2 separate regions of the Mus musculus genome follow, and region 1 is linked to region 2. The links are chromatin contacts, called in public Hi-C maps. All regions are on one chromosome and are shown on one strand. Each heading gives the region's core, a stretch centred on a gene start, on an enhancer-like site or on the middle of the called end of the contact. The rest is flanking DNA. Distances are from core to core; before and after follow the strand shown.

Evidence for each region. A called contact is a pair of places that touch in the nucleus more often than the background predicts.
Region 1: a contact with region 2 is called in a Hi-C map of Th1 cells, with 2.2 times the contacts expected there. The contact joins two enhancer-like sites. A contact is called at or near these places in 1 of 39 promoter capture datasets (hippocampal neurons), 7 of 484 Hi-C or Micro-C datasets (CD8 T cells, Th1 cells, bone marrow-derived macrophages and 2 more) and 4 of 115 datasets of contacts at active chromatin or transcription factors (CD8 T cells, bone marrow-derived macrophages and pancreatic cancer cells).

The regions. Positions count from the first base shown.
Region 1 is chr8:34,669,318-34,675,281 of GRCm38.p6, forward strand. No RefSeq gene overlaps it. Among named protein-coding and RNA genes, the nearest start is that of Gm46069, 18 kb to the right of the region's middle. Within about 2 kb of position 2,519, at least 87 of the 459 cell types and tissues checked have an H3K27ac peak or open chromatin away from gene starts, as enhancers often do. A contact at or near this core is called in CD8 T cells, Th1 cells and bone marrow-derived macrophages, where this site is marked.
Region 2 is chr8:34,528,827-34,535,044 of GRCm38.p6, forward strand. No RefSeq gene overlaps it. Among named protein-coding and RNA genes, the nearest start is that of Gm33968, 11 kb to the left of the region's middle. Within about 2 kb of position 1,460, at least 60 of the 459 cell types and tissues checked have an H3K27ac peak or open chromatin away from gene starts, as enhancers often do. A contact at or near this core is called in CD8 T cells, Th1 cells and bone marrow-derived macrophages, where this site is marked.

The DNA.
Region 1 (5,964 bases), core at 1,269-3,768, 140 kb after region 2:
TTAGAGAGTGAGCAGGTAATCCAGACACAGTGCTTTGGCCCGAGTCAGCAAATAAAACCCTGCTTATTCTTTGGAAATGGGAACTTTGTAGACATGATTCATGAAGGGACTCTAGCCAGCTCAAGCTTGGTAAACAAGGCTCTGGCAGAACTTGCTAAGAAACCATTAGATCACATTCCTAAAGCTAGCCCCCAAGGTCTAGTCCCTTATTTAGCTACTACTTCCTCCTCTGGGGGCTGACTACCAAGGCCCGGCTATTTAAGTATTAGAGTCCAGAAATCAAAAGCTCCCTTTGACTCACCTAATTAACAGGCCTAATCAAAATTAAACACCTCATCCTAACATTGGGGGGACAGAGTCCCCTTGTACCTTTATAAACCATCCCTTGCCTATGGACCACATCTGTCTCCTCTCTATCCAGAGGCAGTCTTTTGTCCCTGGGGGACAAATGCCCTCCTTCTTCCTTGTCCCCTTCCCCTTCACTCTTGTCCTCTATCTCCTGTCTTTGTCTCTTTTCCTGCCCTTTATCCCTCTAGAGCAAATAAATCTCTTTATGCTGAGAACTTGGTCTTGGGAGTCTTGAGCCAATACTGGTCACTCCAATTTGTAGCATGAAGTCATTTCTTTTCGGAGGCGGGGCCAGGAGAAGTGGAGGAGCAAGAGGTACCAGGTCAGGAGGTGGGGAGATCTGGTGGAGGCAGAGCAGGCAAGTGTGGGATGTGAGATGGTCATAAACAACTGATATAGTTACACTTTAGCACTGTGGGAAGGAGGCTCCTCCACCTGATCTTCTGCACATGAGCTGTGCGGAGGGACCCTCTGCCACAGGGGCTGCAAATTGTCCTGAAGCACTCCAACAAGGAAGCACCCCAACATGAAGCTATTTGGGAGCAAAACTACCCAATTTCCAGGCTCCGGGCTATACAGTAGGACCTCAGAGGAAAGGGTCAGGTAGATAGATACAGGTCTAGGAAGAGTAGGGACAGAGATCAGAGGACTCACATGGCAGAGGACATTGCAAAAGGCCCAACACCCAAACAGCCTGATCTCAGAGCCCATGGCACTAAAACCCAGCTTATTTGGCTAAGAGAGTCATCCCTAAGGGACAGCAAACCAAGGGTATGCCAGCAGTCTGAGCACATCACCTGGTGAATACAGGCAGAACTTACCAACACCCCAGGAGGCTAGAGAAGACATCTTATAATATCCACTAATTTAGACTTTCATGTTTGAAGAGGAATTGGTTAGATATGTCTCATTTTTTAACTTGCCAAAAGTAAAAGTTCTTCCCCTATGGTTCCTTCAACTACCTACCCTCCTGTGTCCTGATGTTTCATGCCAATCATATAATATTTCATATTTATTTAGTTATTTTGTCAGGGGAGGGGACAGATGGTATAGTGTGTGTGTGTGTGTGTGTGTGTGTGTGTGTGAGAGAGAGAGAGAGAGAGAGAGAGAGAGAGAGAGAGAGAGAGAGAAGTCCAAAGTTCTCCATTTCCACCATGTCTGTTTATTGGTTGAGTTCAACTCATCAGACTTGGTGGCAACCCCTAGGGCCATCTCACCAGCCTTCATGCCCGTCATTCAACTGTTTTCTTTGTGTTGCTGCAGTTCTATAAACAGAATAACTTAAGGTCTTGCTAATTGTCTTTCTCTAATCATTACACACACATACACAGGGATGGGGGTGGGAGAGAATTTTGAAAAGGGAAAAAGAGTGCAGAAGCAGTAGAGAATTTCAAAATGATCTCATCCATCCTCTTGGGGCAACAGGCAGGAGCCTGCCAAGACAGTGATCAGTACTCTATGTTGGCTGCTGGGTTCTCTGTGTGGGCTGCTGGGTTCTCTGTGTGGGCTACTGGTTTGATTTTCTTGATGCTCTCAGTGTGAGGTACAGGGACCATAGGACTTAACTAGAATCCCTAGGGCTGTGGGACAAACTGCAAGAGATACTTTTAATCCTCTGAGTAATAATCTTTTTTCCCTAGAAATATAGTTTCAGAGCTCAGAGTTTTCTGAGGTAACGGGTGTCATCCTTACATACCTACATTTTCAGGGGTTACAGTGTAGAGTTGAGGAAAACGTTCAGCCTGAGAAAAGAAGGAACAGGCCCCCTTCATCACCCACACACGTTTGCCACCCACACACTCTTTTAATAACTTATTTCCTCCAGCACTTCCTCCTGCTTGGGGGTGGGTCTGTGGGGAAGAATGCAAATTTATCTAATCTCTAAAAGAAGCCTGGTGTTATTGCTCCTAAGTCCCTCAAGTGGTTAGGCAGAAGATAAGGAGAGCCTGAAGCAGTCTTGGTCTGTTCTGGGCCTCTTAATCCAGGTTTGCCTCCAGAAAACAAAGTGGGGGCTGGGAGGTGGGTCGTTTGAACCATCTTTGAGTCTCCCCTACATCCACAATAAAAATCCTGAGCAGCACCTGTTACAGCCCAGACCGGGCTCCCCAACGACAAAGGAAGTGCAGCCACTTGGCACTTCTCTGAAGCAAGCCAGCAAACAACCCCAGGCCCAGGTTTCTGCTTTGGGCCACATCTGCTCTTTCTCTCTCATCTGGGAGTGATTTGACTCAGCAAGAGAGAGAGGGGATACCTAACACATCTGCCGCCCTGGGGCTTGTGGGTGGGGAGTAGAGAAATGACTGACAACAGCTGGCCTTATACTCACATGAACAGCCTTATGGCCCCAACAGTCCTGGGAAAGGAAAACACAAGGCCCCATCTCTTGAGCAATTAGCTATTAACCCCACTGACACCAGAGACTGGGAGTTCCTAGCTGGCCATGACTGCTTGCTTCTAATATTTTTATTCTCCTATGACTGGTTGCTGTCCTCTTTTCTTCCTTAAAGTTTTTAAGAATGAGCAGGTTGGTCCCACAATGAGGAATCTAATAGAAGCAGTTCTGCACTCTCTAGTCTAAGCATCCCAGTGGAAATTATGCTGGTAGGGGGTCAGGGGCTCCCTATGGTTTGAATGCATTCAGTGGTCTCACAGAGGGAAGCCACATACATTCCAGACCAACAGGTAGTCTGCAAACCAACTGCCTCAACGGGGAAAGGAGATTCCTGGCCTGTTTCACCGGACTCTGGTCAGTGTGTGGAACTTTGTCTCTGCAGTGTTTTCAGTGTCACCCTAAGGTATTACAGACACCATCTGAATGAATACCCAAGTCTGTGTATAAAGTGCCGTGCCAACTCATAGCTGGGGAAGTTGGTACACTTTGAACAATTGGAAGACTCTTACTCCTTGTATGACTGGTTTAAGTCAAAGTGTAGATTCATATCCAGTCTATTACACTACCCAAGACCAAAATCCATTCCAAGAATTCAAATAGCTACAGAGATTTATAAACTGTCAGGGAAGCAAAAGCCCCAGCAAGGTGGGTAGCCATACAGTAGGATCCAAAGTCACCCCCAAAGAGACTTGACCCAGTTAACATTTACAGCACCAGCGATTTTTTTTAAACCTAGATCCTAGGCCTTAAACACCTTGATCTAGGTTTTGTCAATCTACAGCATTGCCTAGTTGGCTAATGATTCACTATACAGAGATTCACTGACGTGAGAGTTCAAGCTAGTACAGTCATTATAGAAATCGGTGTGGAGGGTTCTCAGAAAACTAAAAATAGACCTTCCATATGACCCGACTATTTCATTCTTGAGAATGTGCCCAAAGGACTCTAAATCTTACCATAGAAATGCATATCCATATTTATTGCTCTATTAATGCCAAGGAAATGGAACCAGTCTCAACATCATCCAGAAATGAATAATGAATTAAAAGGTGATGTGTGTATATGTATAAGTATACATATACATATACAGATACAGACACAGACACAGACACAGACACAGACACAGACACAGACACAGACACAGACACAGACACAGACACAGACACAGACACAGACACAGATACAGATACAGACACAGATACATGCACACAATGGAAGTTCATTCAGCTGAAAAGAAAACTGGAATTTTCTGGAAAATGGTTGAATCTGGAAATTATTCCATTAAGTGAGGTAACCTAGACATAGGCCGATACCTCCTGCTCTCTCTCATATCGAGTTCCTAGCTTTTAACGTTGATACACAGACATATGTGACTATAGGTCCTAAAACAAGAAATGGGAGCTTGAAAGAGAAAAAAGTGAAGAAGGAGAAGTGCAAGGACTCCACTGAGGTGGAGCAGTTCAGGGTCAGGAAGATTAACAAAAATGAAGTATGTTTGAAAATGACATAACGAAACCTAGCGCTTTGTGTATTAATTTGAATATTTACTTTTTAATTGCTGTCTGAAGAGATGCAGTTCAGAGTTACTGGTTTTGTTGTTGTTGTTTGTTTGTTTGTTTGTTTTTAGATAACCAGAATTTGGTTCCCAGTACCCACTTTGGGAATTTACAATTACCTATAAACTTCATCTCCAGAAGACCTGTTGCCCCATTTGGGCCTCTATGGGTACACATACACACATGCACACACACATACACATGCAGTTACACGTATACACACACATACACACATATATACACACATGCACACACACACACACACATATATATATACATATATATATATACATATACACACACACACATATATATATATACATATATATATATATACATATAGGCACACACATGCACACATACACACACACACACACATACACATATATATATACACACACTCATATATATATACCCATACACACACATGAATACACACAGTCATATACACACAGATGTACATACATAAACACTCACACACACATATGCACACACTTACACACTCATATACATACATGAACACCCACAGTCAAACACACAGATGTACGTACGTACATAAACACTCATACACACATGCACACACTTACATACACATGCACACATATTCATATACACACATACATACACAGATACATGCACACACATATAAAAATAAATAAATGAAACAAAATCCTTTGCTACATCTTTAGTCCCCAAATTCAGGAGGCAGAGGAACACAGATTTCTCTAACTTGAAGACCAGCCTCAGTGAATTCCAGGTCAGTCAAAACTACATTTAAAAAAAAAACTGTCTAAAATAAGTAAATAAATTACTATTTGATTTGCTGACTTGAGTTTCATTTTTTAAAGTGGCCAATAAATTTTGGCTCAGGATTAGGACAGAATTTCTAAAAATTTCTGAAATCTCCTCAAACATGCTCTTGCTGTGTTGTACTGCATATTCATACAAGCAGAAGAGATAATAAAAACCAGTCTATCCATCAACTTGAAAATGTTTGATAAACCGGGCATGGTGGCACAACCCTTTATTCCTAGTACTTGGGAGGCAGAGGCAAGAGAATCTGTGTTGAGTTTGAGGCCAGCCTGGTCTACAGAAGGAGTTCCAGGCCAGCCAGGGCTGTTACACAGAGAAGCCCTGTCTCAAAGAAACAAAAAGGAGAGAGAGAGAGAGAGAGAGAGAGAGAGAGAGAGAGAGAGAGAGAGAGAGAGAGAGAGAGAGAGAGAGAGAAAGGAGAGAGAGAGACTCCCAAAAGCCAAGTCAGGTGGGTCACAGCCATCTGTAACTCCAGCTCTGAGGATCAGACATGCCTCTGGCTTCCAAGGACAGGTACCCATATGCAGATACACACCTAAGCATAGCTTAAAATAATATAAATAAATCTTAGAATAAGAAAACCACCAGACATGATGAGCCTAAGTCCTACGGCATGAAATATACAACCAAGACCTAAGTCTTTATATGAAAGAGAGCCATTCTATCTCGTTAGCACATAAACCTGCTTTTATCTTCAGTAAGTGGCAAAACCATATGCACACCAAAGAACAGGTTAACACCCCTTTCTTTGAGGCTCATTGTCAGTAAGCAGTTGGTCTCTATACCTTATTATGCACCTATAAACCTAGGGTTCTGTAAAAATTTCTTAGGCAAGCAAGGATCAGGAGGGGGAGA
Region 2 (6,218 bases), core at 210-2,709:
GTTACAAGAGTAGATTAGGACAAATCCCAACCAATCCCAATGTGAGGGATATTCTTCAGAAACAGTGAAATTTGGATATAGTAAAATACATACTTAGAGGAGAGATGCCAGGAAATGACTCAGGGAGATAGCGACTTTCCATGAGACAAGGAACATCTGAGGCTATTACAATGGAGAAGTAAAAGATCTGGCCCACACACCTTTCCCCAGAACCTTCAGAAGGAGCATGGGTTTGCTAGCCCCTGGATTTCAGACTTCCACTGTGAGAGTGTAAATTCCATTGGTCAAGACACGTGCTTTGGATACTTTTTATGATGTCCCTAGTGATGTATTTTGTAAAACCCTTTATGATGTGGTGGGAGGGGATGCCTTAGCGGGCCCATTTGAGTGAGGTGTCAGCTATATGACAGTCTAGTATAAGATGAAGTTTATTTGGGTACATGAGAAAGAGGGAGTGGGGGTGAGAAGAGAGTAGAGGCAGAGAGAGGGGAAGAAGAAGAAGAAGAAGAAGAAGAAGAAGAAGAAGAAGAAGAAGAAGAAGAAGAAGAAGAAGAAGAAGAAGAAGAGGAAGAGGAAGAGGAAGAGGAAGAGGAAGAGGAAGAGGAAGAGGAAGAAGAAAGAGGAGGAGGAGGAGGAGGAGAGAGAGAAAGAGGAAGAGAGAGGGAGGGAGAGAAAGACAGAGACAGAGAAAGAGACAGAGGAGAAAGGGAGAGAGGAGAGAAGAGGCAGGCTGTCAATAAGTGGAAAGATGTGGGCAGGGATGCCAGAGAGAGGCAGGAGGGGGTGGTCAGAGAGAGAGGCCAAACAGTCCTTTTAAGGCAAGCCAGGCTGTTGCTAGGTAACTGCTGGGCAGAACCTAGAAGAAATGCTAACCTGTGAACACCTAGGAGATCTATAAATGTACAGCAGAGCATGTTCTCCCCAAAGAGACCAGGGTAGGTAAGATTCAATGCAACAAAGACACTCGGATGAAGAGGACAATCATGCTTGCTGGAAAGAGGTGGGACCAGGCTAGGTGTTGCTTGACTAAGGATGGCTGTGAGCATCTGGTTCTGCAGGAAGATCTCCCCCCCCCACCTCTCAACCTTCCTAGTGCTGCGACCCTTTAATGCAGTTCCTCATGCTGTTGTGGCCCCCATCATAACATTATTTTCATTGCTACTTCATGACTGTAATTTGCTACTGTTATGAATTGTAATGTAAATATTTTGGAAATAGAAATTTGCTAAAGGCATTTTGACCCACAGGCTGACAACCACTGTCTTAGAGCCTCTAGCCAGCCTACCCCCGAAGAGCTTAGATAAACTAAGGGAAGGGAGCATTCACAGTTTCCCTTCTACTTCTTCAGATCAAGCTTGGTCACAAATCAAACGGCCAAATCTTTACACATTTGAAAGCTGAACTTTGATGGCCTTGTTTTCCTTCCCCGTCTGACTCAGAATGAGTCACAAGGAACCGTCATTCATTTCTCTGGTACTCAGGGAAGCCGGGCTCAGGGAGCAGGTTTCCTTTCTTGGTGAGAGTTGGGCTGAGCTTGGGTTCACTGCCTTTGCAGGTCCCATGAAAGTACTGAGAGCTGCACCCAGGACCCCTGTCTCACTCTGGCTGAAATCACAGTGGAGGACCCAAAGGACTCATGAACCAATCTACCAATTTCTTTTTAGCACCTCTGTCTCCTAAGATACCTGAGAAAACAGAGCACTGAACAGTCTTTAGCTCAAGTACGCTCATGTGTCATGGACCAAAGGAATCAAGGGTCTTACCTGAGCCAAAGTCTAGAGCATTTCTGAGGTTGAGACTAGTTTGGTCTACAGAGTGAGTTCCAGGACAGCTAGGGCTACAAAGAGAAACTCTGCCTCATAAGGAGGAGGGGAAGGAGGAGGAGGAGGAGGAAGGAAGGAAGGAAGGAAGGAAGGAAGGAAGGAAGGAAGGAAGAAAGGAAGAAAGGAAGAAAGGAAGAAAGGAAGAAAGGAAGAAAGGAAGAAGAAAGGAAGACAGACAAGACAGGTGCCAATAACAACAATGGTAATCACAAATGAAATTCAGCCTTGTAGTTTTGTCTCCCCAGTCATAAAACCCTTCACCAGTCTTTGTCGACATTAAGGATCATTATTCCCATTTTGAACAGAGAGGAGTCCATGTGGATATTGATAATTTGCTGCAAATCACAGTGATCACGTCCAGCCTCATTCCTAAGGCTCCCACATGCCCATTCAGGAACCCCTTCTCCAGCTGGGCCTAAGCGATGTGTCGGTCAGGCATGGTACTGTAGCAGCATAGAGCAGCCCAACATGGTCTCTTGCTAGAGGAAACTGCCTCTTTAGCGTGTTCCCAGGACAGATGGCCATTTTCCAATTTACCAGTTTTATGTTCACAATTTACTTTTTTTATGAGCGCTTTACTCCGAAATGAGCAAGAATCGTGTGGTCACATTACTTTTATAGCCAAGAATATTGGAAGACTGCAACAAAACCTCCATGGCCTCTGCCCACCTCCTCCCTGCCGAGTTTTTGGCAGCATGCACAGAATGCTGCATGTCAGAATGGAGTGTGTCAGAGCTGGGTCCGGGCTGTCTGAGCACTTCCTGCCTTTGTTTTCAACAAGCCACTTAGGTATGGACTCTGTCCTCTGCATGTCTTTCTGAGGCTTAAGTTCACAGTGGCTACTACCAATGCTTCTGTGTTCATGGTCAGGCTTCTACAGAATAGAAAGAGTGCCAGTGTTGGCTCCACCCACTTCAGCTGACACTTCAGGAGTCAGAATTGTAGGAAACTCAACCTGAATCCACTTAGGAGGTTGGAGGCAGCTGAGGACTCCTGCCGGGCAAGGATGGAGACTACTGGGAACTCTCTCAGTGCATGAAATATTCAGCCATTCTCTGACCAATCAATCAATTGCAGTTCATTTTTTCATGTTTTTCCCAGTTTCTGTTTGTTTGCTTTGTTTGTTTGTTTGTTCCAGTTACCTGAGATCAACCACAGTCTGAAAATATGAAACAGAAACCTCTGGAAATAATCTGTTTTGAATTGCGTACCATTTTGAGTGGTGAGATCTTGCGCGAGCCCAACTGGCCAGGAAGAATGACGCTGCAACAGGATCCTTCTGCACACGTTTATTCAGTCCTGTTTCTTCTTTCTCTATATCTCCCTTGTTTATATCTCCCCCGAACCCTGGGCCTCTCACTCTTTTATACTCTCAGTTCCCATCCACGCACAGCAGGCCACGCCACCTCACCAGGCATGCAGCTTCAGCTAATCAGGGCAGCAGGGGCATATCTCCATCAAAATGGATTCACCAGTATCCTGGTACACCTGTGCAGCTCTCAAGATGTTTGTGGTTTATATGAGGAAGTCAGGTGCAAGTCATACGACTTAGCTGCAGTCCCTGGCGCCTTTGGGACTGCCGCCACACCCGCTCCTCACAGTGAGAAGATATCTCACCTGTGTTGTTCTACCTGAGTCGTCTCTTTGCTTTAGCACATCCACAATGCTTATACGCTTGCTGCCCACTATTCAGTTAGTAGTCACTGGGTATTGGTTCGACGATCACACTATCGTTGGGCATAGTTTCAGGAAATCCTTAGTAGTTAGGAGGGTTCCAAAACACCAGAACCATAGTGCAAGTAACGGTTATGCTAAAGAAAAGCTGTGAAGCTCCCTTTTAAGGCCTCCTTGCACCATTACTAGATGGAAGTCGAGTTCGGTTCAATAAAAGATATTGAGAGAGACCACAAAAGCATCACTCTTATTAAAGTAATGGTTGGGACTGTTCTAGTCCCTTGTTATTGTAATTGGGTTGTCATTGTGCCTAATTTATAATTTGAATTTTATCAAAGATATATATAGAAAAAGGAGACAGCTTATGGTTCTGTGTCTCCTGTTTTTTTCTCTTGCCATGCATATATGACATTTGTAATATATATAATATCACACACACACATAATACAACACACCTTTGTACTAGCAATGGTTTCAGGCATCCACTGGGGTCTTAGAATGTGTATCCTTTGCACAGAAAGGGCACCTACTAGCCCTCTTTCTCAGCGCTAATGCATGTGTGGGTGTGAGCTGTGTATGTTGAGCTCAGTCTAACCCTAAGACACAAAGCAACAGCATCAGCTGGAAATTGCACTACACAGAGCCCCACCTCTGCTCAGAGTTCGGAATGAAGAGTTGTGATGTTGATGTTGCTGTTCGCACACCTCATGGTGGAGGCAGTTGCTATGGCCACCACTTCTGCTTACATGAACCCCTAAGGGTCAAAACTAGCCGATGGAGTATAGAGCAGGGAGCTGTCACTCACAGAAGGGTGCACTGGATAAGTGGATCTTTCCCCAAGAGAGAAAACATCTGAGCATCTCCATTCAATGGTTTGTCAGGTTCTGCCTTATCTTTCTAAATTTCAGAGTCTTCCAGACATCGCTCTCTGCCGTATTTCCTCTCTGCCCCATGCCAGATCTGAGCCCCATGATATTGGTCCAAAGCACCTGGTTCTATTCCTCTGCAGCAGCCCCTACAATAACCAGAGAAGTAACTAACATTTAACTGTCCAATGCTGACTCCTTGGTCTCTCTTTATGGCTATCATCTTAATGGCATACCAGTGTTTGTCACTTTACATCTACAAGTCCCCATAATGTACAATAACAAAAATCTAATGTAGAGAGAAAAAGCATATTTTCCTCCACACCATGTTCAAGTCCAAAAGCCCGGGTGACGGCTAGTTAGAGTCTGTACACTTAAGAGACTGGCTGTGAGTTTTCTGTACACATAAATGCACTTGAGGTATGTGACAACAGTTGGTGGCTGTGGTGACTAAGCTTCTCTTGACTGCTCATTGAGATAGTTAAAAGTTGCTATTTAAAGCAGATTTATCCGTAGTGTCTCCAATCCGAGGCACCATAATTACTCAAAGAAATCACTTTCATTTGAGCAACAGAATGTTCCCCATTCAGATGGCTGAATCTGAATCAATTCAGATTGATTCCCTAGGGTTGTCCAGGTCGATCTTAACACACCTTCCGGCACATTCCAGTTCTGACTCCTGTGGGAAGCTTCCAGACTTCTCTAACCTTGGCCCTCACATCTGTTCCCTCTTTCATAGCCCCAAGTGCTTGACAACGTTATCAGCCTGCATTCATTTGTCCAAACATATATACATTATACACTGCCAAAAAACGTGGAGACCTTGAGCTAAGTATCGATAGACAGCTTTCCCTGTCATTTTTACAGTGACAAGTCATTTACCCTCCAGGTTTCTGCAGGGGAAGAGGGCGGAGCCAAAGACTGTATTATGCAGTCTAAACCCCAAAGGCCCACAAGGCTGTGATCAGCATAGTTACATGGGACACAAGACTGGATTAAAATCTTAATTCAAAAGAACTGGCAGTTAGTAAAGGAGGGCATGGGACAGTGACAAAAATGAGAACACAAGAGAGTCAACAGAAATACTCTTAGAGCAGATGAGTTTGCTCCATAACAAAGCCATTCCTTTGATAATCCACTAGTCTATGAATGGTTCAACACATTCATGAAGGCTCACGGCCCAACTACCTACCAAGGAGCTCATGTCCTGCTGTATTTACATAAATTTGGAAAGTAGAGTGTCCAACACAGGAAAATATGTGTGTGTGTGTGTGTGTGTGTGTGTGTGTGTGTGTGTGTGCATTCCATATTAGTGAGATCCTGCCAGTTTTTTTTTTTTTTTTTTTTTTTTTTTAGTCAGAATGACGTGGATGTCAGTATAGGAACTAACAGGGCCTTGGCCTTAACTTCCTATGTGAAGCTATTTGCTTCCTAACGGTGCAGCAGGTTACACGGGCTCTCTGTTTCCTTTTACTTGCCGTGCTGTCAATGTTAGGAGTCCAGTGAAACCTCTTGCATCCTCACTAAAAATTTAAACTCATTGTAAACTCGTTTACTACAGAATCCTGTGGAAGGGGGGCTCCAGCATTAAGGTCATAGTAGTGTATTCTTTAATTCAGTGGTCACTGCTGAATTACTGTATGCTCTGGGACTTCCGTGTGTCACAGACAATAGTTGAGTATCATACTGTGCCTTGTGTGGTGTGAAATGACTGCCAAGATGTCACCTGAAGGGGACATGCAAGTAGCACGCAGACCCTGTAGCTCCTCGCTTACCCAGGACTCGTCGCTCCTTCCCTAGCACTTTCTCCTGCACAAGACTGCTTTGCTCTGCTTCCAAACAGGACTCTGAAGAC